Regions from separate parts of the Mus musculus genome. Here all the other regions are linked to region 2. The links are chromatin contacts, called in public HiChIP or PLAC-seq and promoter capture Hi-C maps. All regions are on one chromosome and are shown on one strand. Each heading gives the region's core, a stretch centred on a gene start, on an enhancer-like site or on the middle of the called end of the contact. The rest is flanking DNA. Distances are from core to core; before and after follow the strand shown. Region 1 holds the start of Pcnx4 (pecanex homolog 4). Region 2 holds the start of Timm9 (translocase of inner mitochondrial membrane 9). Region 3 holds the start of Sav1 (salvador family WW domain containing 1). Region 4 holds the start of Vcpkmt (valosin containing protein lysine (K) methyltransferase). Region 5 holds the start of Dhrs7 (dehydrogenase/reductase (SDR family) member 7). Region 6 holds the start of L2hgdh (L-2-hydroxyglutarate dehydrogenase).

Evidence for each region. Promoter capture Hi-C pulls out the DNA fragments that hold promoters and counts their contacts. HiChIP or PLAC-seq counts read pairs in DNA pulled down with a chosen protein or histone mark.
Region 1: a contact with region 2 is called in a promoter capture Hi-C map of liver, with 5 times the contacts expected there. The contact joins the promoter of Pcnx4 here to the promoter of Timm9 in region 2. A contact is called at or near these places in 3 of 39 promoter capture datasets (hippocampal neurons, liver and pre-B cells).
Region 3: a contact with region 2 is called in an H3K27ac HiChIP or PLAC-seq map of differentiating embryonic stem cells, with 5 times the contacts expected there. The contact joins the promoter of Sav1 here to the promoter of Timm9 in region 2. A contact is called at or near these places in 1 of 39 promoter capture datasets (liver) and 1 of 115 datasets of contacts at active chromatin or transcription factors (differentiating embryonic stem cells).
Region 4: a promoter capture Hi-C map of pre-B cells shows a contact between it and region 2, with 5 times the contacts expected there. The contact joins the promoter of Vcpkmt here to the promoter of Timm9 in region 2. A contact is called at or near these places in 2 of 39 promoter capture datasets (liver and pre-B cells).
Region 5: a contact with region 2 is called in a promoter capture Hi-C map of liver, with 6 times the contacts expected there. The contact joins the promoter of Dhrs7 here to the promoter of Timm9 in region 2. A contact is called at or near these places in 4 of 39 promoter capture datasets (the C10 cell line, hippocampal neurons and liver), 5 of 115 datasets of contacts at active chromatin or transcription factors (the 230-238 cell line, astrocytes, extraembryonic endoderm stem cells and 2 more) and 1 of 9 other capture datasets (adipose tissue).
Region 6: a promoter capture Hi-C map of pre-B cells shows a contact between it and region 2, with 5 times the contacts expected there. The contact joins the promoter of L2hgdh here to the promoter of Timm9 in region 2.

What each region holds. Positions count from the first base shown.
Region 1 is chr12:72,534,840-72,539,377 of GRCm38.p6, forward strand. Pcnx4 (pecanex homolog 4) reads left to right here and starts at 1,518. Exons shown (of 11, transcript NM_026327.3): 1 at 1,518-1,700.
Region 2 is chr12:71,134,462-71,138,837 of GRCm38.p6, forward strand. It overlaps Timm9 (translocase of inner mitochondrial membrane 9), which reads right to left and starts at 2,214. Exons shown (of 5, transcript NM_001286203.2): 1 at 2,094-2,214. It overlaps 2700049A03Rik (RIKEN cDNA 2700049A03 gene), which reads left to right and starts at 2,387. Exons shown (of 30, transcript NM_001163378.1): 1 at 2,387-3,577. The coding sequence starts at 3,379.
Region 3 is chr12:69,985,419-69,990,051 of GRCm38.p6, forward strand. It overlaps Sav1 (salvador family WW domain containing 1), which reads right to left and starts at 1,584. Exons shown (of 5, transcript NM_022028.2): 1 at 1,256-1,584. The coding sequence starts at 1,349.
Region 4 is chr12:69,581,636-69,586,053 of GRCm38.p6, forward strand. It overlaps Vcpkmt (valosin containing protein lysine (K) methyltransferase), which reads right to left and starts at 1,382. Exons shown (of 6, transcript NM_001033236.3): 1 at 1,086-1,382; 2 at 885-995; 3 at 641-710. The coding sequence starts at 1,351. Sos2 (SOS Ras/Rho guanine nucleotide exchange factor 2) reads right to left here. Exons shown (of 23, transcript NM_001135559.1): 23 at 2,126-3,997. The coding sequence ends at 3,488.
Region 5 is chr12:72,662,836-72,667,077 of GRCm38.p6, forward strand. Dhrs7 (dehydrogenase/reductase (SDR family) member 7) reads right to left here and starts at 1,993. Exons shown (of 7, transcript NM_025522.5): 1 at 1,794-1,993. The coding sequence starts at 1,926.
Region 6 is chr12:69,722,246-69,726,655 of GRCm38.p6, forward strand. It overlaps L2hgdh (L-2-hydroxyglutarate dehydrogenase), which reads right to left and starts at 2,629. Exons shown (of 10, transcript NM_145443.2): 1 at 2,409-2,629. The coding sequence starts at 2,551. It overlaps Dmac2l (distal membrane arm assembly complex 2 like), which reads left to right and starts at 2,700. Exons shown (of 5, transcript NM_026536.2): 1 at 2,700-2,769.

The DNA.
Region 1 (4,538 bases), core at 268-2,767, 1.4 Mb after region 2:
TTGAAGGTAAGATAGATAGTCCAGTAAAGCCGGGCATGGTGGCACATGCCTTTAATCCCAGCACTCAGAAGGCAGAGGCAAGCTGATTTCTGAGTTCAAGGCCAGCCTGGTCTACAAAGTGAATTCCAGGACAGCCAAGGCTATACAGAGAAACCCTGTCTCAGAAGAAAAAAAAAAAAAGTAATCCAGCAAGTGAAGAGAGTCAGCATAGTTATAATATTCTGTGAAGGTTACCTATAAAAAGGCAGTATTCCTTTCATGTAGAATCATTTCAAATAAGAATGGAAAAATACCTGCGAGCCATGCTTAAGGCCTAAGTATTTATGACCTCACACCTTTCTTAAGTATTTGTAAACCTGAAAGTATTTGGGACTCTCCAAACAAGACTATAAACATATTTTTCAAAACACTGTTTTTACTTTATCAGTTGTAATCCGATCCAAATTCAGGAACCTTCTGATATCACTCAACTTCCTTAGCAGAGCTTCCTACATAACCTCAGACATCACCAACACTGTATACGTAACATGCAAAGTGGAAGTCCCCACACTTTGATGTGTCTTACGCTGTCATTGAGCACATCTATCAGTCCCTCTATTTTATATTAAAATCACTTGTAGCCCGGCGTGGTGGCACACGCCTTTAATCCCAGCACGCGGGAGGCAGAGGCAGGCGGATTTCTGAGTTCGAGGTCAACCTGGTCTACAGAGTGAGTTCCAGGATAGCCAGGGCTACACAGAGAAACCCTGTCTCGAAAAACCAAAAAAAAAAAAAAAAAAAAAAAAATCACTTGTAGACTCCAACTCTGCTTCATACAGGCTCGCCCTGGAATTTTTTTCCTGTGGCAAATTCAAGAATCCCAACTTCACTTGAATGGAGATCTCTTGAAAAAAAAAAAATCCAGTTGCTAGGGTGACTATCTACAACCTGTGTCCCTGGGCCCTGGCTCGCTGCCACAGACAGGTTCATTATTTTACATGGATATAGTTTATAATGTGCCCAAAGTACTATAATACTAAGAGCAAAAATATAAATATAACAGGCACATGTTACCATTTAAAAACATTCCCATCCCTGAGGCTGTTTGAATGGCCTTAGTTCTGTAGTCATTAATGGAGGTATCCGAACCCTGGGGGATTGGACTTTTATTGCACTTCTGAGTCACGGGTCTGCCAATCTTGGAAAGCCTAGGCTCCCCAAGAGACAGTCAAGTCATCCAGCTCTCCAGCCTCGAGGTTGCCAAACGATGGACTCGTCACCAAGGCAACCACGTTCCTTCGTCTGGGCGTGGCCCGGGTGAGAGTTCAGAGGTGGTGCTTAGGCCGCTCAAGAACCAGAGCACCAGTGCGGAAGAAGTCTGGGCGTCTCCCACAACACTAGCCCGCCCGGCCCTGCGCGGAGGAAACCCCGCCTACCCTGCGCTGCTGTGCCGCACACATGAATCCGCCTCCGGCAGAACCAGGCGGCAGGGGGCGGGACGAGACGCACAGCCCCGCCTCCGAGCGCGCGTGCGCACTGACCCCTGGGAGGCACGAGCGCAGTTGATCTTAGCCATGGGAACGGGAGCGGTCCTGGAGGCCTCCGGTCAGCTGCTGGCGGGGCCCGCATCCATCCTCGGGCAGGAGTTCCCAACCGACTTCAGCTGGGGAGATGTGGTCCCAGGACGCCCTCGCGTCGCCTCTCCCCTGCGGTGACTCCAGGTATGTCCGTCCCCAACACACCTGAGACTTCGTTGCTGCCTTAGTTTCCACCCCTGGGTACTACTGGGTTCCTTCACCTTTTAATACCTCAAGAAACATCTTTCGCTCTCCATGAAACAGCTTTTAAATGCAATTATTGCTCTTTTTAATGTACTGAGCAAATTGAGTTGATCGAGGTAGTGATCCAGTTTGGCTTTAATGTGACTGAGAATACTTTTGCAGCCCGTGGAGTTACGTTTTATTTCTGAGAGGCCTCTGTGAAATGGAGAATGGCCCTTTGGCCCTGCTGAGGGATGGCCATGTTACTCTAATCAAGTTCATGGCCTATGCCCCTTAGGTAAGATCACTCTTTCTTGGTTTATCTCTGTCTCAAGCCCTCCTGACCAAAATTTGTTCATTCTTGGCCTCCTGGATATGTATAGCGCGTTTCTCAGGTTTCTCTGTCTCTATATAATCCTTTGCGTGTCAAAGACCAGAATTTTTAAAAATGAATCCCATTCGTTATTTATTAGACCTCTGAATTGTATGCTCTCTTATTCTCATGTTCCCCTTATTCATTTTTTCCACTATGGTTCTATTTTTTTTTCATTAAATCCCTGAGTTTAGAGAGAGAGCATTCATATTATTTTATATCTGCTTCCATTCACACCCAATCACCCATAATTTCTCACAGCATCCAGTACAGATATTGCCATTTTAGTGATTTAACTGCCTGGATCCCAGGCTAGCTACAGGTTATGCCTTTCCTACCTTTAGGAAATGCCTATTGGTTATTAACTGCTGTGGAAAATCCCGGGCAGGGGACCTTTGCATCCTCCTCTGTGAGAGCTTTCCTGAGGTACATACAATTCATTTTCTGGAAGTATACAGCTTACTGGTTTTGAGCATCTCAACAGGTTTGCACAATCATCTCTACAAGTTGGTTTCGGAGCAATTTGATTACCTCCAAAAGAAATCTTTTCTATTTAGCTGCTTTTTCTCTCTCCTCCCCAATATTCCTGCTATTAGTTGTAGGCAATCACTAATCTTTAGTCTCAACAAAATTATTTCAGATACTCGATATAAACACAACCTTAAAACATGTGATCTGTGTGCGTGCATCTAGCGAATTTTATGTTGCAGCTTGTATTATTCATTATTGTTTATTAGTATATTAGGCAGATATGCCCTGTATTATTTAGCCATTAGCCATTGGCAAAAAGAGTTTGCCAGTACTAATAATGCCGTGGACATTTTGTATAAATTTTTATGTAGGCATGTTTTCATGGATATAATACCTGGTAATGGAATAGGTATGTCAGAGGCTAATTCCCTTGTTTGGCTCTTTGAGAAACTGACAGATTTTTTTTTTTCCCAAAGCATAGCACCACTCACTGTACATCCCCACTAGATGTATTTGAAGGTTTTACATTAACCTCATCAACACTTGTTCTAGGCTTTCATTTTTATTTTAGCCAATCAGAGAAATTCACACTATCTCATGGTAGGTTTGGCTTGCATTTCCTCATGGCAAGCTTCATTTCCAGCATGGTCTATCACCCAGAAACTGTCAATTCTTATCCTTAGTTTATCTTTTTAAAACCAGGTTGTATTTTCATCATTGAATTGGGAGAATTAATTAATTAGCTAGTTAATTAATTAATATAGCTGAGATGCAGATCTCTAATTGCAGCCTTTTGCCATTCTGCAAATAGCTTCACTTCCCTGATGGCCTGGGCTCTTAACCGCTCTCGTTCAAGAGTGTTAGGTGCCAGTGTCCTCAGGCCAGCTTGGGTATCAGGTTTTACCTTTTATAACTTTTTATATTCCTTTCAAGTCCTCTATTCAAGAATCCTCAGAATTTGCCTGGTGGTTCCTGCCTTTAATCCCAGCACTCAGGAAGCAGAGTCAGGTGGATCTGTGAATTTGAGGCTAGCCTGGTCTACAGAGTCAGAGTTCTGTATCTTGTATTCATAGAATAATGATATGATGCATTAAAGAATAAACCTAAACTAAAAAGCTGCCTAGGAATTTGTTTCTTCTGGCCTTAGAGGAATGTGTGCACACTCATGTGCTGTGCGTGCTTTCAAGCTACTACTTTTTGTTGTATCTTTCTTTTTTCAAGGGATTTTAGTCCGCAGCATATGATCCATGAGTTGTTGTGTGGGTAACTAAGAATTCCGCCACGGCAGATTGCAAGTTTGAACTGCTTCTTACCCTGTGGGAATTTCATGACTCAGATTCCAAATGCAGCAGCGTCTCAGAGTCTGTTTGGCTGGCTCCCTCTCAGTGCGTATGTAGAGAGTGTATGGCCCGAGTCAGTGCTGTGCTGCCGTCATTAGCGCAGCTCTTGTTTCCTCAGGATTGAGTGTGCATTTGAACATGCTGGAGGAAGCCATGACAGATATGGTCTGTCCTTCCAGGTGCTGACCGCCCTCAGAAGCACATGCCAACATGTTACTCAGGGAATGAGTTTACTTCTTATGGTCATATTCTACAGATAATCCAGGCTAGCATTCACAATACTTCTCCACATAAATGTAATTGTAGTACCTCAAAAAATACTCTAAATTCTTAAGTATTTTTAAAATTTTTATGGTCTAGAATGACAATCAGAAGTTAACAGCTTATTATATACTTTTTACCCTATTGATCACTTATGAATTGTTAGGAAACAGACATCAATTTTTAAAATATCTTTACAATATTTTTTGAATATTAATGATTGAATAGGTTTTTACAGCAGACATCTAGCTATCATAAGTTTTTCTTTGCATAGGTTTGCATGGGTGCTATGCTTAGTCCTCTTCTTGTCTTAATTCTTTAGGTTCTGATCAAAATAGGCCACTATTTCTCCAA
Region 2 (4,376 bases), core at 964-3,463:
CATTCTGGTCTAAAAATATTGGCTCTTTTTCTGGTCATGAAGGAATAATTAGGAAAACCCATAGTGTAGAATAGCTAAGAAAACTAGACTAGTTTTCAAAAATAAGATGAGGAGCTAGAGAGATGCTCAGTGGTAAGAGTACTCGTAGCCAGGCAGTTAGCGCACACCTTTCATCCCAACACTCTGGAGGGAGAGGCAGGCAGATCTCTCAGTTTGAGGCCAGTCTGATCTACAGCCGAGCTAGCTCAAGACAGGCAGAACTGCACAGAGAATCCCTGCCTCAATAAATAAACCAACCAAGTACCCCTCAAACAAGCAAAACAACAAAAGAGTACTCATTGCTCTTGCAGCAAGTTAGGTTCCCAGTATACACAGCTCACAGCTGGCAGGAGCAGTTCCAAGCAAGGGTCTGCAACTCCTCTCTGGCCTCGTCAAGCACCAGGCAGTCACATGATACATATACACACATGCATACAAGCACGTGTGGTGGCTCATACCTTTAATCCCAGCACCTGGGAGAGGCATTCAGATCTCTGAGTTCCAGGCTCTCAGCAGAGGAGGAGGGAAGGGAGGGAAAGAGAGACAGACAGACCACTTCCAGCTGTGGGACCTGGCCTTTTAATGACATAAGGCAGCTGGCCACTCTCGTAACAATAAAGGCAATTTTTAGATAATTAAGAAAATCTAAATGTCATCTAAGTGTGATAATCTTTGCAGACTGTAATGCCCTTTAGGAGGCACAGGCTGCAACAATTAGGGCTCAAGCTCATGATGTCTGAAACTTATTTACAAATGCTTCAGTGAAACAAAGTGTATCTACAGATGTATTTAGGGAAGGGTGAGGGGAACTTGATGTGAAAATGAGGTGGGGGGGAGAAACATAGTTAAAAAAATGTTGACAAAAAGAATAATAATCCCCTAAACTATTTTTTGTTCAGAGGCTATAAGTCAGTGTTTATTTTGAGAGTTCAAATACTTAATAGAAATTTTTTTATTTTATTATCTTATTATTTTTCACATGATCCTTTAGATTATTTGCAGGTTTAGTTAGGTTGTGGGATGAACAGACAAGGTTGTTTTTTTTTTTTTTTTTTTGTCTTTCTCTCTTTCTTTCTCTCTCTCTCTATCTCTTTCGACAGGGTTTCTCTATGTAGCCCCAGCTGTCTTGGAGCTCTTTGTAGCTAGGCCTAAAGGCTGCCACTACACCCAGCATTACAGGCAACTCTTAATTAACTCAGTGTTAATCATAGCTAAAAGCACTTGAAAATGAATTCCTATTGTTTCCCGATTCAAAGTCTAGCCTCAAGGAAGATGAGAACCACGCTACTTGGGGGGTGGAGTCCCAGGTCTGACATTCGTTACAAATTATTTACTCAGGTCACTTTACTGATTGCTGTTGCAGTTGCTCAGCGTTTTGAAATTAGAGGGGAAAGGTCATTTTTTTTCATATCTAACTTTTATATAGAAATTACAGAAGTTAATTCATCCCTAAGGTCTCTTGCAGCTCTGACATTGCCATTCGGTCTTTTAATACACTTATACAACAAATCATGAACCAACAGATAAATCTACAACAAGAGAAAATGTAATAGGTAGAAAAATGATTAATCTATTATACTTTAAAAAAATACATTTTAAAAGCTTCTAGCAAGGCGTAATGGGAAAGCTCTAAGCAGTGCGTTCTCCAATATGAGACCTGGGAAGGGTGCGAGCCCTTGTACCTAATGACATAAGGCATAGTGTGCAGACAGGGTAAGAGCCGAGGAAGTCTAGATTTTCAGTAAAGGGGCTCCTGTCTGACAGCTCAAGGTCATCGAGTGGCTGGCTACCTTGTAATCTCAAAGCGTGCCCCCAAGCGATCCAGTCCCGGGTGGGCGGTGTCTCGGGGCCTAGGGTCCCCACCCTCGGGGTGACAAGGCCTCCGGGACACGGCTGGCCTCCCGCTGCGCCGCGCTGCCGGTTGCGCAGCCCCACGACCCGCGTGCACGCGGCGTCTCCCTCCGGGGTACCTGCCCGCTCCCTTTCCCGAGTGAAGGCTGTCACCCCACTGGCCGCGAACCCGGGATTATGAAAGCAGAGGAAAGGGACCATACTTAGCCACAGGATCTCGCCTCTGACACCGGGACCGGGCTGAAGAGCTGCGGGGCAGGTAGCGTGTGAGCTCGGAGGGTCAGTACAGAGCGAGCGCCGCGCCGCGGAAAGCTGAGAACACGTGGGGGCAGTGATGTCAAGCATGGCTTCAGACCCTTAGACGCAGATTCGTTACCACGTGGGAAAATGTAGGAAGAAAAGCAAGTGCCCAAGCAAATTCTAAAAATCATCTAAGAATTAACTTTTGTGATTATCTGTTCGTCAGTGCTCTCTGTACTTTTCACTTCCTTTTCCACGGCAACGGAATCTGTCGAAATTTCTAGAAAGCCTAATATGCTTAACCTACTAGGTTTCTAACGGTCTGCAGTTCCTACAGTGTAAATAACCCTTGATAAACAAAAGTGTTTATGGGCTAATCGAGAATTCGCCATTCCTCTAGGAATACTTAGTACTGTGTCCAAACATAAAGGCGATATTCTGCCTTTAAAAAAAAAAAGTCACATCTCCTGGCAGTCTTTTATGTTGGGAGTTTGTTTCCACCCGGACACGAATGGAAGAGCACCAGAGCACTCCCGTTCCGGTCGGGGGGGGGGGGGTTGGATCTTTGCGCGCATGCGTGCTGACGCTCAAGGGCGGGTTTTCGGGGAAGACGGTATTGACCCGCGAACAACCGAAGCTGTTATTCTATCAAAATCAAGACGGCGTGTGTGCCGGACTCTGTGGAGACTCTGAAGACTAAGTTGAGGTGTCCGAAATTGCGTCCTGACTCGTAGAAAGAAATCTACTAAGCTCTTATGAGGGTGGTGTTTTAAAAAACACGATTTTAACGTTGCCTGCTCGTCTGGGTCTCCTTAACAAATCCTAACCCCGCCTCCACGTCTGTTGGGGTTTTCAGCTGCAGCTCTGGGTTTGGAGGAGTGCGTTTTTATTACGGTTCCCGTGGCTTCTCTTTTGCTCTTGGCATAATTCCTTTGAAATTTATTTCTTCGATGCATTAACAGACTCAGTGGGATCAAGACTTTTTGTTTTGTTTTGTTTTTTGTTTTTGTCGTATTTAGCCCTGGATTAAATGTCAAAATCGAAATTTACAGCTTTATGGATATTTTGCCTATAGACTTTCTAAGTTAATGACTGCTTCATAATTATTTTTGGAACTCAGGTGTTTTTCAAATTCACTTCCACCATTACTTCTTTTCCTGGTACTCAAGGAGAAACTGCGTCCTTAAGTTTTGAGAAGCTAGAATTCCCTCTGTTAAGAACGGCGGGACTTGATTTGTGACTAACCAGATGAAAAACGTTGAGTTTAGCCTGGAAAGGGGGCAAAGGCTTAAAATGCCAGCGAGGAAACTGCGAGAGATTGTTTCTCCAAACCAAGGGAATAAATTGGCTGTGGTGGAAGATGAGCTGCCCCGTGTTCCTCCAGCCCTGGCTGCAAATAAACGTCTTGCTGTTGAAACGAGGACTAGTTCTAATGGAACGTTATGTGGTATGTGATTCCAAATGTTTCAGTTTCCCACCCAGTTTACGTTTTCTCTCTCTCTCTCTCTCTCTCTCTCTCTCTCTCTCCCTCTCTCTCTCTCTCTCTCTTCCGAGACAGGGTTTCTCTGTGCAGCTCTGGCTGTCCTGGAACTCACTCTGTAGACTAGGCTGTCCTCGAACTCAGAAATCCACCTGCCTCTGCCTCCCAAGTGCTGGGATTAAAGGCGTGCGCCACCACTGCCCAGCCAGTTTCCTTTTTTTATAAGTCATTAGTCTTTATCACTATTTTGAGTTGTGCATTCCCCCAAATTTAAAGGAGTCAGTGTTTACATTCAAAAATGTAAGATACAAGTCTGGTTTGTAAAGATGTTTGAAAAGTAACTTGGTTCCCTGGGGAAATAGGATTCAGCATGTAGAATGAGAGAGACTTGACTATTTCCTCTTGTGCACCTCTGCCTCCCGAGTGCTGGGATTAAAGGCATAGGCTGTCTGTTAAATCAGAGTTTTATATCAATCTAGTGTTTTTTGGTTTTGAGACAAGTTTTCCCTTGTCCTGATTGGCCTTGATCTCACAGAAATCTGCCTCTTGAATTCTGGGATTAAGGCATGCATTACCATGCCTGGCTATATACAAGGTTTGTTCTGGTAAGTCTCATATTTTTTTTTTTTTCTGCATTGGATAAAATATCTTTTAGGGTTTTCAAAAATACCACTTTCAATTGTGTGTCTATGTGTAGGTGTCTGGAAACGAGTTCAGGTGCCCATGGCAGCCAGAGTAGCTAAATCTACCTAGAGCTAGACTTAAC
Region 3 (4,633 bases), core at 334-2,833, 1.1 Mb before region 2:
CTAACACTACAGTAACTTAATATTGGAATAATTAACTGTCGATGACACAAATTCTGTATGGAGTCACTCACTAAAAGACTCAACAAGTGGCATGACTTCAAATGATGCTTAATAAACTTTATTTGCAGCAAAAAGCAAGCTATCACCTAAAAAAAACAGAAAAACAAGCTCTTAAAAATGGTTTCAGTTACTGACACATCCACCCCACCAACTGTGTTGTCTAGCACTCCAACTACTAACAGAACCTGTAAGGCTGGACACATGGTCACAATGGAAAAATATGCTCTCCACCCCTTTCTGCGGGATCTTGGGCAAATACTAGGAACCCCTGTGAGCAGCTTTCCCAATTACAATATGAGGTAATGCTTAATTTAAGTCACACGGTTACTTCCAGTTTCCAAGAAGGAAACTTACACAAGGGGTCCAGCTCCTAGAATGAGAACCAAAGGATTAGCTCTCTGACTACCCAAGAATTTTAAAAAAGGAGAATCAAGGCGTTCAAGTTAAAAACTCAAATATTTTAAACGGAGAAGAAAAGCTACGTACGGGAGGGGACGGAACATATGTCGGAAAGAGGAATAAAGTTAGGAACTTGCCTGGTATGGCTGAAATTATTCTGAATACTTTGCTTTTTTTAATTTTAGGAGCAAAGCCTAATCCAAATACGTTAATGGCTTGTCTACTCTGGGAAATGAAAAGACTCTGGGTAGTGGCTACAAGTATCAGGTTCTTTGCCTCACAAGTCTGTGTCCCGCTGAAGGACTAAGGAATCCAGTCTCTCTCTCGTGTGTGTGTGTGTGTGTGTGTGTGTGTGTGTGTGTGTGTGTGTGTGTGTGTGTGTGTGTGTGTGTGTGTGTTACTTAGGGCGCTGGTAGTGGCTACAAGTATCAAGTCTCTCGTGTGTGTGTGTGTGTGTGTGTGTGTGTGTGTGTGTGTGTGTGTGTGTTACTTAGGACGCTGGTAGTGGCTACAAGTATCAAGTATCAGGTTCTTTGCCTCACAAGTTTGTGTCCCGCTGCAGGACTAAGGAAGGAATCCACTCTCGCGTGTGTGTGTGCGTGTGCGAGTGCGTGAGCCGACGAGTGGCGCTGCGATGGTCGCAAACGCGGGGCCCGGACGTACCCAGCAGAGAGGTGCCCGGGTCGAAGCACTTTTTCCCCAACACCACGGACAGCCATGCATTTCCCAGAGTCGGTCTTCCAGCACCACCCGAGGCTGCGCCGGGTCCCCACCCGCCACCGCCCACGACACTCACTCCGCAGCAGGGGCGACGTCTCCTTCTTCACGTACTTGCCCTGCACCTCGGCCGGCTTAGACACCTCGTTTTTGGTTTTCTTGCGGGACAGCATCCTCGCGGACGACTCCCGCCGCCGCCCCAGCAGCCTCGCTAGGGCCGCGAGCCTGCCGCCCGCCGCCGCCTCCCGGGCCGCCGCCGCCGCCTTCGCCTCGGGTCTCCGCCGCCCGCGCCCGCCCGCAGGCTCCGCCGCATGTTGGCCGCGCTAAGCGCGCCCGCCGCCGCTCAGTCGCAGGGCAGCTCCTCCCGGGAAGTCAGCCGGCTCAACGACGCCGCCCGAGGCCGCCTTGGGACAGGGCCGCGGCCGCCCACCAGGGCCATGGTCCGCCGCCCGGAGCCGCTACCGCTGCGGCCACCGCCTACGTCCGGTAAACTTTCCCCGCGCCGCTGGGAATGCTGGGAAAGCCGACGCGCACGGGCCGCCCCTCCCCCGCCGGGCGCGGACGCGGCTGCGTGCGGCGACTCGCGACGGGCGGGCGGCTAACGGGCCGGGTGTGGCGACCATCGCGGCCCTCAGTGCGGCTGCGCGGGCCGGCTCCCGCCGCTGGGGAGCTGGAGTCCGGGCGGTCCGGAGCCCGCTGGGCGGCGAGCGGCTCTCGCCTTGGACTTGCCTACCGCCCTGCTTCCCGCAACCGCAGCCGCGTGTCCTGGTTGCTGAGGGAAGGCAGCCCTCGGGTGTGCTGGGACCGCGAGGGCTACACCTAGTAACACAGATGACTCTTCTGGTGACAGCGTGACTACTGTAAAAACTGAGTCTCCGTTTCTTCTGTCCTCTTATTATCTCCCCCAACCCTTGGTAGCCCACCCCCTTTTGTGCCCCCCATCCCCATCCGCGCTTTCGGATTAAAAAAGAAGATGGAGTTTCTACAGCTCCTAAGATAAATTTGACGTTAGTGTATTTATTTCATCATTTTAATATGTATTCTTAATAACCACATGCCTTCTCTTGCAGTTAAGTCTTAGAATTTTGAAGCCTTTGAGCACCAGAGTTCAGAACTGGGAGTTTTCTATCTAATATATCAGATTCTACTTTGTTCTCTTTAACTCGCTCAGGTACACAGAATAACTTGGAGAATAAGATTGGGACTCACTCCTCTTGATCAAAGTAAGGCTTTCATAATGAAGAGAATGTGCTTAAAACACAGAAGCAAAACACCAACCTCAGAACAAGACACCAAACTGCTCTTTTTTTTAGCCATGCACAAAGACATTTAATCAGTTGTCTGTCTCCTGTGTTTTTATGAAATGTTTCCTTGTTAAAGGTCCCTATAATCCTATAACAAATATTTTATTGAGCACCCAGCATCCAAGGTGCTGTTTTAGGTGTCTGGGATATAACAACAAAGGTCCTGCGGTTATGGGGAAGAGAGATCACAAAAAATAAAACTAGTAAGCCATAGTATGTAACAGAGTGAGCGCTGAAGGAAGCATAAACAAGAGAGATCCCACAGCTTGGAAAGGGGGTCGGATAATGAAGCCAGTGAGAAGGCAATGCTGGAATTAGCTTGCTATGGTGCTATCTGGAGTGAGGCCTCAGAAGAGCAAATGCAAGTCACTGCAAGTGGTCGTGTTTCTGGCTCATTGTAGGAATAGGAAGAGGGTCACGTAGCTGGAACTGGAACAGAGAAGAGTAGAGGGAAATGAAGTTCCTTGGTAACTGGCCACCCACCTAGGCCTTTGGAGTAGAGGAGAGACGTATTTAATGCGATCACTTTGGATGCTGTGTGAGAGTAGACTGAATGGGGGAGTGGGGTTTCAAAATAAGGGAGGTGATAAAAAAATATTGCTAGCATGCATATGGATAAAGGCAGCAGGACAAGCGCTAAGTGATTGTAGGCATTTTAGAGTTGCAGCAGGGTTTGCTGACAGATTGATTATGGCATAAGAGTAAAAAAAAAAAAAGCTAGAGAAAGGACCCAAGGAGCTGAAGGGGTTTGCAGCCCATAGCAACAATATGAACTAACCAGTACTCTCAGAGCTCCCAGGGACTAAATCACCAACCAAAGATTACTCATGGTGGGACTCATAGCTCCAGCTGCATATGTAGCAGAGGATGGCCTAGTCGGTCATCAATGGGAGGAGAGGCCCTTGGTCCTGTGAAGTTTCTATGCCCCAGTGTAGGGGAATGCCAGGACCAGGAAGCGGGTGTGGGTGGGTTGGTGAGCAGGGGGAGAGAGGAGGGGAGAGGGAGTTTTTGGAAGGCAAACCGGGAAAGGGGATAACATTTGAAATGTAAATATCTAATAAAAAGAAAAAGAGAACAAAGGGTTGCTCCTTGTGTAAACCTTCATTACCCAAACGCAGTTCATAGAGCACGTTGTCTGAGGAGAGGAAGCGCACTCAAGTATTGCTGTGGTTCAGATACAAATGCTAGCTCTAAAGAGTCGGTAGTGCAGATAGAGAACACGCAAGGGTGAAAGAGAAAAGACAATGGGGTTTTCCGTGAAGAATTTGAGGAAGGGAGGTAAAGGAGAAAGAAGTTGCCCTAAAATTCCCAAGGCTGACCTCAGAGGACAGGAAGTGAGGTTGCTGGGATCTTGTTAAGATAGTTCCTTAGACCTGGGCTTTCCAGAGAATGGAGTGAAGTATGCTTTCCACATTCATGAGAGGAAAAGTCATAGGATTTTGTAGCTGGATGGGAGTTCTGAAATCAACTATGTTAAACTCATGAAAAAAACATTACATGTTGTCTTAGATCACCTTCCTGTTTGGTGGCAGAACGACACTAGTCACCTTTCTCATGATTGTGACCATCGTCTGACAAAACGATGTAAAGGAGAAAACCTGGTTTAGAGTTACGAGTTTTAAAGGTTTAGACCATGGTCACCTGGCTTCCTGTTTCTGGGCCAGACGGGGAGGGTCTTCATCATCACGTGAGTTACTGGAAGCAGAGGACCAGGAAGGCATCGTGGACAGGACAGGTTACTTCTGAGAATCTGCCCCCCGCCCCCGGGGTTTCTAGGCCCATCTAAAATTGCTTTAGTGTGACTTTTATTCGCTTCATGTAATTGTCATCTCCAGAGGCTTACTGCCTCGGTCTGCTAACCTAAGCCTAGTTCTGGAAGCTTCTAGCCTCAGTCTAATTTAGGCTTAGAATGTTTTCAGCCTCTGAGACTTGCCACTGAGTAAGCTCACCCTTTCTTGTTCTTACTGAACTCTGGCCGGCTGATTCAACTCAGCTCTTCCGTCGCAAACTCCTCTCCGAGCTGACTGATTCAATCTGGCTTCTCTCTTGGCTTCTGACTTTTTGCTCTGCTTGGCCTCAAACTTAACTTCAGCAATATATACTAATCTTCTGGACCCTTCTCACTGCAGACACCACTTTCAAATATGGGTGCT
Region 4 (4,418 bases), core at 132-2,631, 1.6 Mb before region 2:
TACAGGTGGCTGTGAACTGCCTGATGTGGGTACTGGGAACTGAACTTGGATCCTCTGGAAGAACTGTGTGTGCTCTTAACTGCTGACCCTTTTGATCATCAGTTGGCTCAAGGCATCAACTTAAAACTAAATACTGTCCAATACTGCATAAACTGATATGGGAAGAAAATCATTCCACAAGTCTAATAAAATGTTGTCACTGAGAATAACTAATTTTGGAGCGTCTCACTCTGTGCTGGCCTAGCATTCATGGCAATTGTGAGTGCTAGGATTCTAGGAGTGAGCCAACCTGCATTTTAATTAATTTCCAAAGTCACAGTTAGCAGTCAATGGGAAAAGAAAAACAAATGAACAAACAGACAAACAAACAGAAGGTATCTTAGTTTTCTAGAATATATGCAAATCGGAAAATCCTTTTAAATTTTTCCAAAAAGTCTCCAGTAGAATGCACGCAAGTTTTCTCAACCACCTCGCACAGGCAGGCCTGTATGCCTATCCTGAATTGTGCGAATGTGTTGCCTTTGATAGTTTAACTTCTCTTTACTGCCTCATCATCTATAGAACAAATATCCCACACCTGGAGGTGTTAAACCACGGAGAGCTGTGGGCTTTCGGACACACCAGTTCGACCACTACTCACCTCCTCATAGTATATACAGTCTGCCATCAATATGTAGTCTGGTGACATCAAGTCTTCTATGTCTTCACCCCTTAAAAATGTCAAACGTATGTCTTTAACTGATGCTCTGACGATTTAAAGTGTTCATTTTAGAAACGAGAAGCAGAAGGCTCCCCTCATATTAAGCAAGCGTTGTGTAAAATGCAATTTAAAGCCCATGTAAGCGATCGATTATCTTAAAAACAAGCTGAAAGGCCATACAAACCATTTCAGTACCTTGGCTTGAACAGAACCAGTCACAAGATGCTTGTTCATATCAATATTCATTTTCAGCAAGTCCTGCAGCTCTTCAAGATCAGTGACTATAACATCTGCCCTAAAAAAACAACCTCGTTGAGGTACAGGCGCAAGGCTGCACGCCGGTGACCTGATGCTGGGCGACCAGCGCCTTCCCGCCAGCTCTTACCCGAGGGTCGCAGCCATGAGCCCCACGGCCCCCGTGCCGGAGCCCAGCTCCAGCACCGAGCGCCGACTCAGCGCGTGGGCCCCGTCGCCAGAAAACCCCGGCGTCTCCAGGTATTTGGAAAGGACGATGGCGGCGTCCCACACAACGCAACCCACGCCCCCGGAGCCGTACTGCTGCAGCCGAAGCACTGTCCCATCCCGCTTCTCCAGAACCCGCACAAAGCTCCACAGCGGGTCCTCCACCTCCGGCTCCACGGCGGCCGCCATCCCTGCCCCGGCCCGCCGCAGGCTGCGGCACGCGGTAACGTCACGCCCACGCAGCACCCGTACCTCCCAGCGGCAGGGCGGCTGCCCAAGGCGCATGCGTGACTCTCAAAGTCCGCAGGAAGCAGCAGAACCTACCCAGGAGTGGCCCAGCTGCTGCTACAATGATAGGCACTTTAAGAAGCAAAGCGACCGACAGTGCTTATACATAGCTGGAGAACGGCTCACACAGAGCCGCTGGCGATAGATCTAGGCAGCTACCCAGGTCCTATCTAAAAATGGTTATATTCAAGAAGTTTTCCTACTGTGCTTCCTTTTCATATGAATGCATAAACGTGGTGGCTGGGAACGTGCTACTTGCTTTTAATGGTAAAGAAAAGTTAGTCCTTTTACATCCCACGGGGCCAAAAGATGGCCAGCAAGACCAAGGACTCACATAGTAGAAGGAGAGACCTGCAGGTTGGCCTGTCACATTGGATCTCTAGTATGAACACACACACACACACACACACACACACACACACACACACACGTAATAAACAGATGATAGCTATTCGTTCTTCTAGATTTTTTTCAGCTTTGTTGTTTTTTGTTTTTTTGTTTTCAGGATGGCCTCCTGTATCCCAAGTAGGTTCAAACTCTTCATACTCTTCACGTAGTCGAGTCGCCTTTAAGTCCAGATGCTTCCGTCTAACCTCCCAAGTTCTGCGATTACAGGTGCTCACCACTATTCCCAGCTTCTCCTTGCTCTTTGTGATGAAAAACAATATTGCAAATCTTTTACAAATTAAGACTGAGGTGATTTATTAATCTTGTTAAGAACTCTGATACAAAGCACAGTAAAAGGCCACAGACCAGTAGATAAACAACGTGGCTTTTGGCTACTTTACAATGGCTGCTACTGCACTATCAGCATAACATACATACCTTGATCACTTTGAATGATAGTATCCAAATGGCAAAGCTTTATCCTGATTAAAAAATTTAATAAAGCTTTTTAAAGTATTTTCTGTTTAAATATTACTAATCTGGAAAAACTTTTCAAAAATTTCAGTTAACACGAGATTAAAGACAGTTAATAGGTTTGACAATGGCAGTTGGTTCTTATGCCATAAGACACTTTTGTTCCAGACTTACAAATTAGTCAAATAGCAGATTGTATTATAGGCCTCAAGTCACTTACATTTATAGAGGTTATTAGCATTATCTTTAAATATATACAATATAAATAAACTGTACATATATGGCATATTAATTTTGTCTTCCCAAATAATAGGCAAATCATTAGCTAAACAATGATTAGCTAAACACCATACACTGCAAAACAAAAGGCACATCTTAATGAACACATGCCCTTCTTCTATAATCAGGTTATGTAGAACTGTTTATAATTTTAACAAAATAATAAACACAGTGCATTCTATTATTTCATTCTATTTTCCGTTTTTGTCTTCAGCAGCAAATACTGACATTTAAGACATGGTCTCAAAGAGTTTAAGAACAGTGGGTATTATTCCTAAGTCTCCTAGATGTAAAAACCAAACAAAATTAGAAGCTAGAAGACGGTCAGAGGGTTAAAACCCAGGACCACCACCCCATATCTTCTGCATCTGTGTAAGTTCATCACCCTAAAAAGGTATCTATCAGTCAGGCGTGAGAACGCCCTCGAGCGCTGGCTCCTCTCAGTGCCGTCTGCTAGCAGAGTCTACAGTGCAATACAGAGTCTTTATACTGGCCTAGGGCAGCACTGGGGAGCCGAGGAAGCAATGCTGCTGATCACCTGGGGGCTATGGTGAAGGGCTTTTGCATTTTAATATTTCAAATTCTTTCCTTCCTTCCTTTTCTCTCTTTTGTTTGTATTTTGACTTTTGAGACAAGGTTTTTTTGTGTAGCCCTGGCTGTCCTGGGACTTGCTCTGTAGACCAGGCTGCTCTCAAACCCTGAAGCCCACCTGCCCCTGCAACCAGGGTGCTGGGATTACAGCTGTGGGCCACTGCCATCCAACAAGTTTACTAATTCTTAAGAGCTTATTTAATCAGTAGCATTTCTGTAAAAAGTACTAAAATACTATGTCTTTTTGAATAAATTAAAAACCTTTACAAATACTATTCCAGTGTCAATGACTACATATGGCCAAGGTCATTGAGGAGTTTCTGCATTTTCCAGCAGAGGCAGTCTATACAGTGGCGGGTGGGAAAGCTCCCGTTTGTAAGTCTTTGGTGGCAGCTTTGGTAAGAGAGGGCTTGAATTCTGCCTTGGTGGGACAGGAGGAGCTGGAAGATGAGCAAGGCTGCTGTGACTGGAGCTGAGCAAGTGACAGCTGCGTGGAATCCGTGGAGAGGGCGTAGTGGGAGGAGTGCTTGGTGAGTTAGGACACGTGCTGACGTCTCTGAGCCAGTCTGGGTCTCTGTGAGGATGGCCCAGTGGAGGCGGCTGAAGATTAAATGGACAGTTTATAAAGTGTTCCGGAGGCCGAAGAGGAACTGGTGGAGGGGTATCAGGAAGAGGGTCTCTTGGAGGAGGTGGAGGTGGACTGGGCACAGGCCCATCAAATGTACCCATGAGGACAGGAACTCTTGGCTTTACCTTCGGAGGAGGGGGCTGTCTTGGTGGAATAGCAGGAGGGTCATCATCAGATTTCACAGCTCCCTAAACAGAACACAAAGGGATATGTATAGTCTCTTGGGAAATGTACAGGACAATTTAAAAAGACTGAAAACTCTTCTGTGAAAAGTTAAATCTGGAGGCTCAAATTAAATTAATGGGGTTTATTTATCAGGTTTCTAACTAAATTGCTTCCAATCAAATTCTAGGCTCAGTTTAAGATTTGGATATTTAAGATGTTATCCCTGAAACCTTAATACATAGAGCTCCATATTGTCTTGCTTTGCTTCCAACATTCCAGAAATGTATAAAACTTAATGCAACAGGTCAGTGAAAACAACACACTTCATAGATATGAAAGGACATGTTATCAACAGCATTTAATACCTAATTCTATTCACTGAGCATCTACTTCTGTTTTTCCCATGGTGCTTAGAGCAGTGGATCTCAAGTGTGATCCAGGGAG
Region 5 (4,242 bases), core at 743-3,242, 1.5 Mb after region 2:
CCATCCCATATACAACCACCAAACCCAGACACTACAGCATATGCCAGAAAGATTTTGCTGACAGGACCCTGATATAGCTCTCTCTTGTGAGGCTATGCCAGTGCCTGGCAAATACATAAGTGGATGCTCACAGTCAGCTATTGGATGGAACACAGGGCCCCTAATGAAGGAGCTAGAGAAAGTACTCAAGGAGCTGAAGGGGTCTGCAACCCTATAGGTAGAACAACAATATAAACTAATCAGTACCCCCCCCCCAGAGCTGTGTCTCTAGCTACATAGGTAGCAGAGGATGGCCTAGTTGGCCAGCAATAGGAGGAGAGGCCCTTGGTCTTGCGAAGATCATATGCCCCAGTGCAGGGGAATGCCAGGGCCAGGAAGCAGGAGAGTGGGTGAGTTGGGTGGGGAGCAGGGCGGAGGGAGGGTATAGGGGACTTTGGGGATAGCATTTGAAATGTAAATGAAGAATATATGTAATAAAAAAATTACACCGCAAAAAAAAGACTAAACACACCTACATTTCAGACATAATTAATGTGTTAATAACTTTTATACAGTCACATAATTTATAAACTGAGTTTAACTCAATCTTCCATTTAAATAAATGAGGCCAAACACAAACAACATCCACAGGCTGCTATTGACCGTGAGCTTACAGATACATCCATCTGTCTCAATGGTGCTCAGTGGAGAGTTACAGTTAAAAGATGTATGGGGTATTTAGGATTCTTGCCCTCAACACTGACAGTCTCCGAGTCACAGCCATGCCCTCTCCTGTTTTGCAGCGCTGAATCCACAAGCACACTGTGCAGTTGCATTTGTCAGTACTGCAACTGTTTGAGCCAAGGCAATGCAGCTTCAGAGAAAAGACAGCAAGGATGCCTGCCAACATCTGGGAGGGACATAAAATCCAAGATCCAGCTGTCACCTACTCCTGCCCTGCTGACTTTGAATGCAGTACCTTCTGAGCCACCAGCTACTTCAAAGCATTTTTGTTCGGGTGCTTTGTGTATTTTCCACCACGAACAGTGGAATCCCACTTAGTCCTTTAAGGATCAGAAAAGCCTACCTAGGGAGGCTTTGAGTTTCTCTGTCAATGTCTTTAACTGAAAAACAATACGAAGAGTGCCCATGTCATCAGAATTGTTAACGCCAAAGGTCAGAGGCTGTCTGTGGCCTGCTGAACACACTGCCAACGTGACATAACACCCAGCAGCATCTGTGAACTGATATATCGGAGCATGTGAATCATGTATTAAGTGAACATTAAACACCACGCAAGCTGCAGATCGAAGTGGAGCGGGCGAAACGTGCCTTACTGTACACAGAATGATCTCCCTCCTGGCAAAAAGCCAGCTCAGCGCTTTCTATTGCGAAAATTTTAACCAAGTGAGCAGGTGAGTAAGTGATTCAGGCCAAATTTTCTTTGGGTGCTTCCGGGAAAGTAAAAAGTGCAGGATCAAAGAATGTTCCGGCCTCTTAGAAAGCAAGGGACACACTCTGCTCTCCATGGTGCCTTCCCTGAGAGTGTCCGGGGATCCTACGGAAGAAGTCTGTGTCTTGCAGGCATCAGAGAATTGCAGCGCTCTCTTGGGGTTTGACGTTTTCTATCCTAGTCTGGGTAACAAATCAGGGCCATTTTCGAATTAAGACAAGCGACAGAGTGGGTACTGCCTGTTTAGCCCCTGCCTCTTCCTCCCGGACCCTCAGCCCTTGGTCAAGGCTCAGCTTGGCAACAGCTGGGAGGGACCTCGGCCCTGATCTTCCTTAGAGCCCAGGCTGTAGAGGATGCTCACCTGGGCGTCGCCCTTGCCATTCAGCCCACAACAAGGTCAGGTCCGCATCCGCCCGCAAAAAGCGCAAGAGCTGCACAAGGGGCAGGATCAGCGCGCACAGCGCCAGCAGCCACAACAGCAGCTCCCAGCTCATCGCTGTCCCTTGCCTACCCGACTCTGCCGCAAGCGGAAGACAGTCGGCGCCCGCCCTCTACGCGGCGGGTCACAACCCGGGGCTCCGCCTAGCGAGTCCCCGAAGGTGGGGCTCCATCTGTGTCCCGGGCTGCACCACGGCGTCTCTGCGCGTCCCTACTGCGTGCAAGACTGCCGGGGTGTTGCAATAGAAGGCATGGAATCTTGGGAAACTGCTGTTGGGAGAGCAGTCAACAAGATTTGTGAGGGCATGAAGGAGTCTTTAACAGCTGTTTTTAGGACGACTTTTCAGGGCTTTGGTGGTGCCTTGGCGAGAAACAAAACAAAACTTTGATCACTGCCCGCTCCGACCCCGAGGCCCCATCCCCCGCTCCACGCTGGGAATTGTGCCCAGGTCCTTCTTCGCGCTGGGCAAGCTCCCAAAAGCTGAGCCAAACCCTCACTCACTCTTCCTAATCTGTTTTCCTTTCACTTTAAGCTTGTGGACTGAGATAAGCATACCGAAGTAACTCAGCACTTGAACTGGGTTGCCCTCGTGGACTGGCCGCTTATATTTAGAAAAACATTACAAATGATACTCATATTTGGCCAAAAGTTGGCTATCATGGCCCAGAGTAATCAGAACATAAAACTAACTGGGCTAGAAGGCAACTGTTGCTAAGTTCCAGGAGCTAAAAACACTCAGGTTGGTGTCCTCCTGCCACCGTTTGTAAATGATGCCATTATCATTTGACAGCATTTGAATATGGAAAGGCCTCTGTGCACACTAATTGCTCTGTTCTTTCTTCTGTGTTTGTTAGTATTGTTTTTATAAATTGTCACTTTTTTTTTTCCGAGACAGGGTTTCTCTGTTTCTACTTTGTAGACCAGGCTGGCCTCAAACTCAGAAATCCGCCTGCCTCTGCCTCCCAAGTGCTGGGATTAAAGGTGTGCGCCACCACGCCCAGCTGAATTGTCACTTTTTTCATTGCAGTGAGAAAAGGTTTACAAAGGTCTATATTTTGCATCTTTAGAGTGATCTATGCAGGAAATATTTGAACTAGTGTTAATCAGAAATTGCTGTGGTATAGTTCAAGGTGCATGTCAGTTAGCTAAACTTTTGGACTGCCATTTGGAATAATATTGGTCAAGAATTGCTCTAATTGACGTATCACCTGGGCCATGTGAATTTTATTTTTATTTTGTAGCACATTACTTTTGTAATAAGATGTCTTAAAATACCACACAGAGTCTCATGATGAATCTTATCCCAAATGTTTCCCCTTCTGTAAAAGGACAGGACTGCAGTGGATCTAGTGTTCCGATGGGTCACAACCCCAAGCTGTGGGGATGAGGGATCTGAGACTGGGACATTGGGCTTGGGAGACTGGCAGGAAGCTATGATCTCTTCCTGTCCACCCCTAGGGATTAGACCCGGGTGGGTGCTGAGTGTCGAAGTGCCAAGGCAGAGCTTTAGAGTGTTTTTCCGTACTGGAGCTGGAGAGGTGGCTCTGCTGTTAGAGGCACTTGTTGCTCTTGCAGAGAACCTGGGTTCAATTTCCACACCCACATGGCAGCTCACATCTGTTGGTAACTCTTGTCCCAGGGGATCCATTTCCCATCTCTGACCTCCGAGGGCATCAGGCACTCACATGGTGCACAAACATACTTTCAGACAAAACATTCATGCACACAAACAAAAAAAGCTTTACTAACATGACTTTTTTTGCCTTGTTTTGTTTCATTTCAGGCTCTCACCGCGGAGCACTGCTTGTGCTGGGACTCACTATAGAGACCACCCTGGCTTCAAACTCAGAGAGATCACCTGCCTCAAACTCAGAATGTTTTATGTTAACAAACGGAACACTTAGTTGAACACAATAACTGCACATGTTGGTTTGGAGGAAGCACTCCTAACCAGGATGATTCATAATCATCATATTAAAAAATTCACTTTTAAAACAGTGATCTCTAACTCCTTAAAAAAAAAAAAAAAAAAAAAGATTCACTTTGGGGTCCGAGGAGATGGTTCAGCAACATGACTTGGCCAGACCATGACATCCAAATTTTGTTAAAATGTTAGTCTAGATGCTACTGTGAGGTATTTTAAGATTTATTTAACATTTATATCAGTAGACTTTCAATAAAGCACATACCTACCCCCCATAATGTGGGGAGTTCAATCAGTTGAAGTGTTATGAGAAAACAGCAGAAGGCTAGGAAGATCTTGCTTCCAGACTGCCCTTGGGTTCCAATTACCTCGCCTCTCCCCTGAATTCCAGCTGCCTGTGTGCTAGGGACGTCAGGCCTACTGCACTTGAAAGCCATGTGAACCAAT
Region 6 (4,410 bases), core at 1,379-3,878, 1.4 Mb before region 2:
CTTGGGGGTTAAGAGGCCTGGCTGCTTTTCCAGAGATCCTAAGTTCAATTTCCAGCAACCACACGGTGACTCACAACCATCTGTAGTGGGGTCTGCTTTTGGCTTCTGATGTGCATGAAGATGGAGCATCCACATATTTATGTTTATAGACCTCACCAAACTTCACTTGCATAATTCTCATTAGGGAGCAATTAAAGTACTAATTTATAACATGTCATTTATGTATTATATGACACATATCTCATTACATAGCACATACCATTTATACTATCATTTGCCCTTTGCCCTCCCAGACAGAATCAGATACTTAAGTTCTGCTGGGACCATAGTCTCTGCATATGAACCTTCTTCAGCTTCACTCTGATCATGATGGAGCTTTTATCATAGGCTCCTGGGTGGCAGGGAAGGAGTCAGGGGAACCATGGATGAAAGTGAACCAAAGGATGGTGAGGGTGGAGGCCTCCTACATGAGACAACCAGCAGATAGATGCCTCTACCTGAGGATAGGTTATGGGAGGATAGGTTATGGTCAAGGTTTTCTCTCCAGAGATGCTTTCAGAGGCCCATAGACCTTAGCACAACCAATCATGTTATAGGCACCATCCTAAGCTTAGAACCTAGCATGGAGGCCCCCAAACCTGCCAAAATGGGAACACAGACCAAATCCAGCAAAGACCTAGTCCACAGTTACAGGATCCAGGAAAGTCCCTAAACCTTACTTTTTGGCTGGTATCACTGCTGACTATTAGAAAGCCAGCACTTGGCAGATACTGTTCATTCATGTTGCTACCAGGGCAGCTGCTATAGCCCAGTGTCTGGCAGAGCTGTGGGCAGCTGTCAGGGCTCGTCTTTGGTGATCCTCAAAAGCTCACTAATAACCGGGCCCTGACACCTTAGAGGGCACCCGTGTCCAGGCCCACAATAGAGCATTTCTATGCCCAAACTGAGATTACACAAAATATGATTAAACTGTATAGAGCTATACACAGAACACAGAATGCACATAAATTTGGTAAAACCTGAATGTGTGCATTGTATCAACATTAACACCAAGGCAAATGGTGGGACAGGAGGAAGGTGACATAAAACCATTCTATAATTTTTGCAACTTTCTATAGGTCTACAATTGTTTCAAAATAATCAGTATTTTAAAAACTGGGATAAGAAAATGGTTAATTGGCAAAGTGCTTGCCATACAAGTGAGGACTTGAGTTTGTACCCAAAGCACCTTTATGTAAGGGCATTCCTTGTTCAACCCATGTAACCTTGGGATCAGGGGCAGGGAGACAGGCAGATCCCTCGTGCTTACTGAGCAACCAACCAATCACCTCAAGAGACCCTATCCCCCACCCCATCCCTCTCCTGCCCCGAGGCAGTGGAGGCAAACACCTTTAATCCCTGCAGACACTGAAGATCTCTGAGTTCAAGGACAGCCTGGTCAACAAGATAGCCAGGATACAAAGAGAGACCCCATGTGGAAAAAGCAAGTGACAGATAGAAACACACACACACACACACACACACACACACACACACGGAGGGGGAGGGAAAAAGGGAGGGGGACAGGGAGAGGGAGAGAAATTGGGAGAGATCCAGTCTCAAAAGTTAAGGTGGCGCAGGTTGGGTGGCACGTGCCTTTAATTCCTGCACTAGGAAAGGAGTGGCAGGTTGATAGCTTGAGGCATTAGAGGCCAGCCTGATCTACACCGGAGTCATAGGACAGCCAAAGGAAAACAAACCAGTACCGTTTAACATGCTTTAAACGCGTCTTAAACAAAAACACTGCCCCTCTCCAGGGTCGTGCCACACCTCGGTCTGCCACTAAATCCATTCGCATGGTCTACCTTGTCTCAAACAATCAAAAGCTCCCCCACCCCCACCCCTCCACCCCGCCCTTAAAGCTTTCACACCGAACACTGTATTTGCCAGCTTTCCTAGGCAGCTCACAGTAGGCAACTGAGTTGCTTCTAGTGAGGACAACTCTAGTGTGTGCAAGGAACTGACCCACAGAAGCCAAGTTCTGGATTTTCCAAGCAACACAGGGGATGATAGTTAAGAAGCTGCATACTTATTGGCAGTGTGCTAGGTCTTTTAATCTTCAAAGTGACCACCTAGGGGCCAGACTAGGATCCTAGTCACCAGTCACCCTTTAGAGTGGTTAAGAAATGGAGAGGAGTTGTGTATTCGGAGCCAGATTAGCTCCGGACCTCAACTCAACACTGCCTTTCCTATGGCGCACAAACGCAGTGGACGAACCCTGCGGGTCAGCAGCTCCTGGGATTCGAGGCTGGACCACAGAATCAGGACTTCCTCGCCGGGGACAGAGACATCGAGTCGGGGGACACAGACAGGTTCAGTTGGAGATCCCTGAGCGGAACAGCAAGTGCAGGCCGCCGCCTCTCACTTACCTGGTGCTGGAGCTTCTGCGGCCACCCCCGCACAGTAGCCCGGGCACCCCGGACGCCGGTCCACTTGCGCGGAGGAAGCCCCCAGCCACGCAGTACCGGGCCAGTCCGCAGACACCGCCTACGTAGCGCAGGGTCGGCCACATGGCCTGCGCCACCTCCCCTCCCTCCACCCCAGCACCCGCAACCTGAACGGACTCTAAGGGTGAAGCGCGCCGCTCTCCAGCCCCGCCCCCAGACGAGAGCCAATGAAACACGCGCGTTTGCCTGACGTGGGCGTGGTCTCCGCTGGCCAATGAGCGAGCGCCGTGGAAGGAAAAGACCGAGGGCGAAGGGCCGGCCAGGCGCAGGGACGCAGCACGCCGTGAGTAAGAGGAGCTAGGGCGAAGGCGGGGACCGGGTGGTGGTTCCACTCTCCGGGACCTCCGCCCGCACAGGCTTGACTGGACGCCGGCGCTGTTCCGCCAGAGAAGGCTGGGCATGTCGGGGTGACCCCTGGCTCCTGCGGCCTCTCCTTCGGCCACGCCTCCTGGTCGGTTGGCGACGCTGTGGCCCGGGAGCTGGGGACTAAGCCACCTCCTGCCGCTCCCTGTCACTACCCTGCTGATTGCCCGCAGGTTTCTGGGCCCTTCATGGGGCTCCTGGTTGGTTGTTCATTCAACCACTGACTCAGCTTGTAAATATCGGGCGCTGAGCTAGGCGCTGGATGAAAGTAGACGGCTCGGTCTCTGTCGTCATTTAGTGTTGTTTTTTTGGTTTCTATTATTGACTTGTATATGTGCCTATGCGAGCTTATTGCAACAGGTATGTGCAGGAGTTTGTGAGACCAGAAAGGGGAGTACAGGATCGCCTGGAACTGGAAATTCTGAGCTGCCATGTGGGTGCTGGGAATCTAGGCCCTCAGGTAAGACCAGTTAACAGTCTTAACCATAGAGCCATCTCTCTAGCCCCAAACTTTTCTTTATTAATTTACATCTCTGCCCCAGCTTCCCCTTCCTTCTCTCAGGCCTTCCTGACTAAGCCAGCTCAGTCAACAGGTTCTCCAGGGAGGGATGAAAAAATTGAAAAGAAAAAGACAATTAGACAGTACTATTAACATAACCCTAGCCCGTTCTGAGGTTGAAGCAAGGTTATTTTTCCTCCAGTCAGTCTGCTTTTATACAATTCTAAGTACATGCAAAGAATAAGGTCAGTCCTAAGTCATAAACAGAGTTAAGGAACAAAGCCTAAACAAAGGTGCCATGATAGTTGTATTCAGAGTCTTATCAAGACCCATCAAAATACAAAATAACTCTGTCCTCAGCTGTGTTCATCTTGAGCCTACTTCCCAGTCCTGGCCCAACCTCAAATTCTTGCCAAATTTTTAAAAGCAGGCATCCAAAGCGCTGTAGCCTTCTTCTCACTATCGACCCCACCCCCACCCACCCACTTAGGAAAAGGGGCAGCCTCCTATGGATATCAACCAGCCACTGTATGTGACGTTGCATAAGACTAGACACATTCTCTCCTCTTGAAGCTAGACAGGGCAGCCCAGTAGGAGAAAAGGGTCCCAAAGGCGGGCTCCTGCTTATCCCACTTGAAAACCAAGCTACGGGCTGGTGAGATGGCTCAGTGGGTAAGAGCACCCGACTGCTCTTCCGAAGGTCCTGAGTTCAAATCCCAGCAACCACATGGTGGCTCACAACCATCCATAACGAGATCTGACTCCCCTCTTCTGGAGTGTCTGAAGACAGCTACAGTGTACTTACATATAATAAATAAATAAATAAATAAATAAATCTTAAAAAAAAAAAAAACAAAAAAAAAAAAAAAAGAAAACCAAGCTACACAAGTATAACATATGTGCCTAGGTCAGTCCCATGCAGACTTCCTGGCTCAACCTTTCCTTAATCACTAGACTAAGAGAGAGCTTTAAATGTCCATGCCTCCAGATAGCCACTCACAGGGGAGGGCACTTGTGTTTCCTCCACTGTAAAAATGAGAGCTATGCAGTCACTTAAAAGAC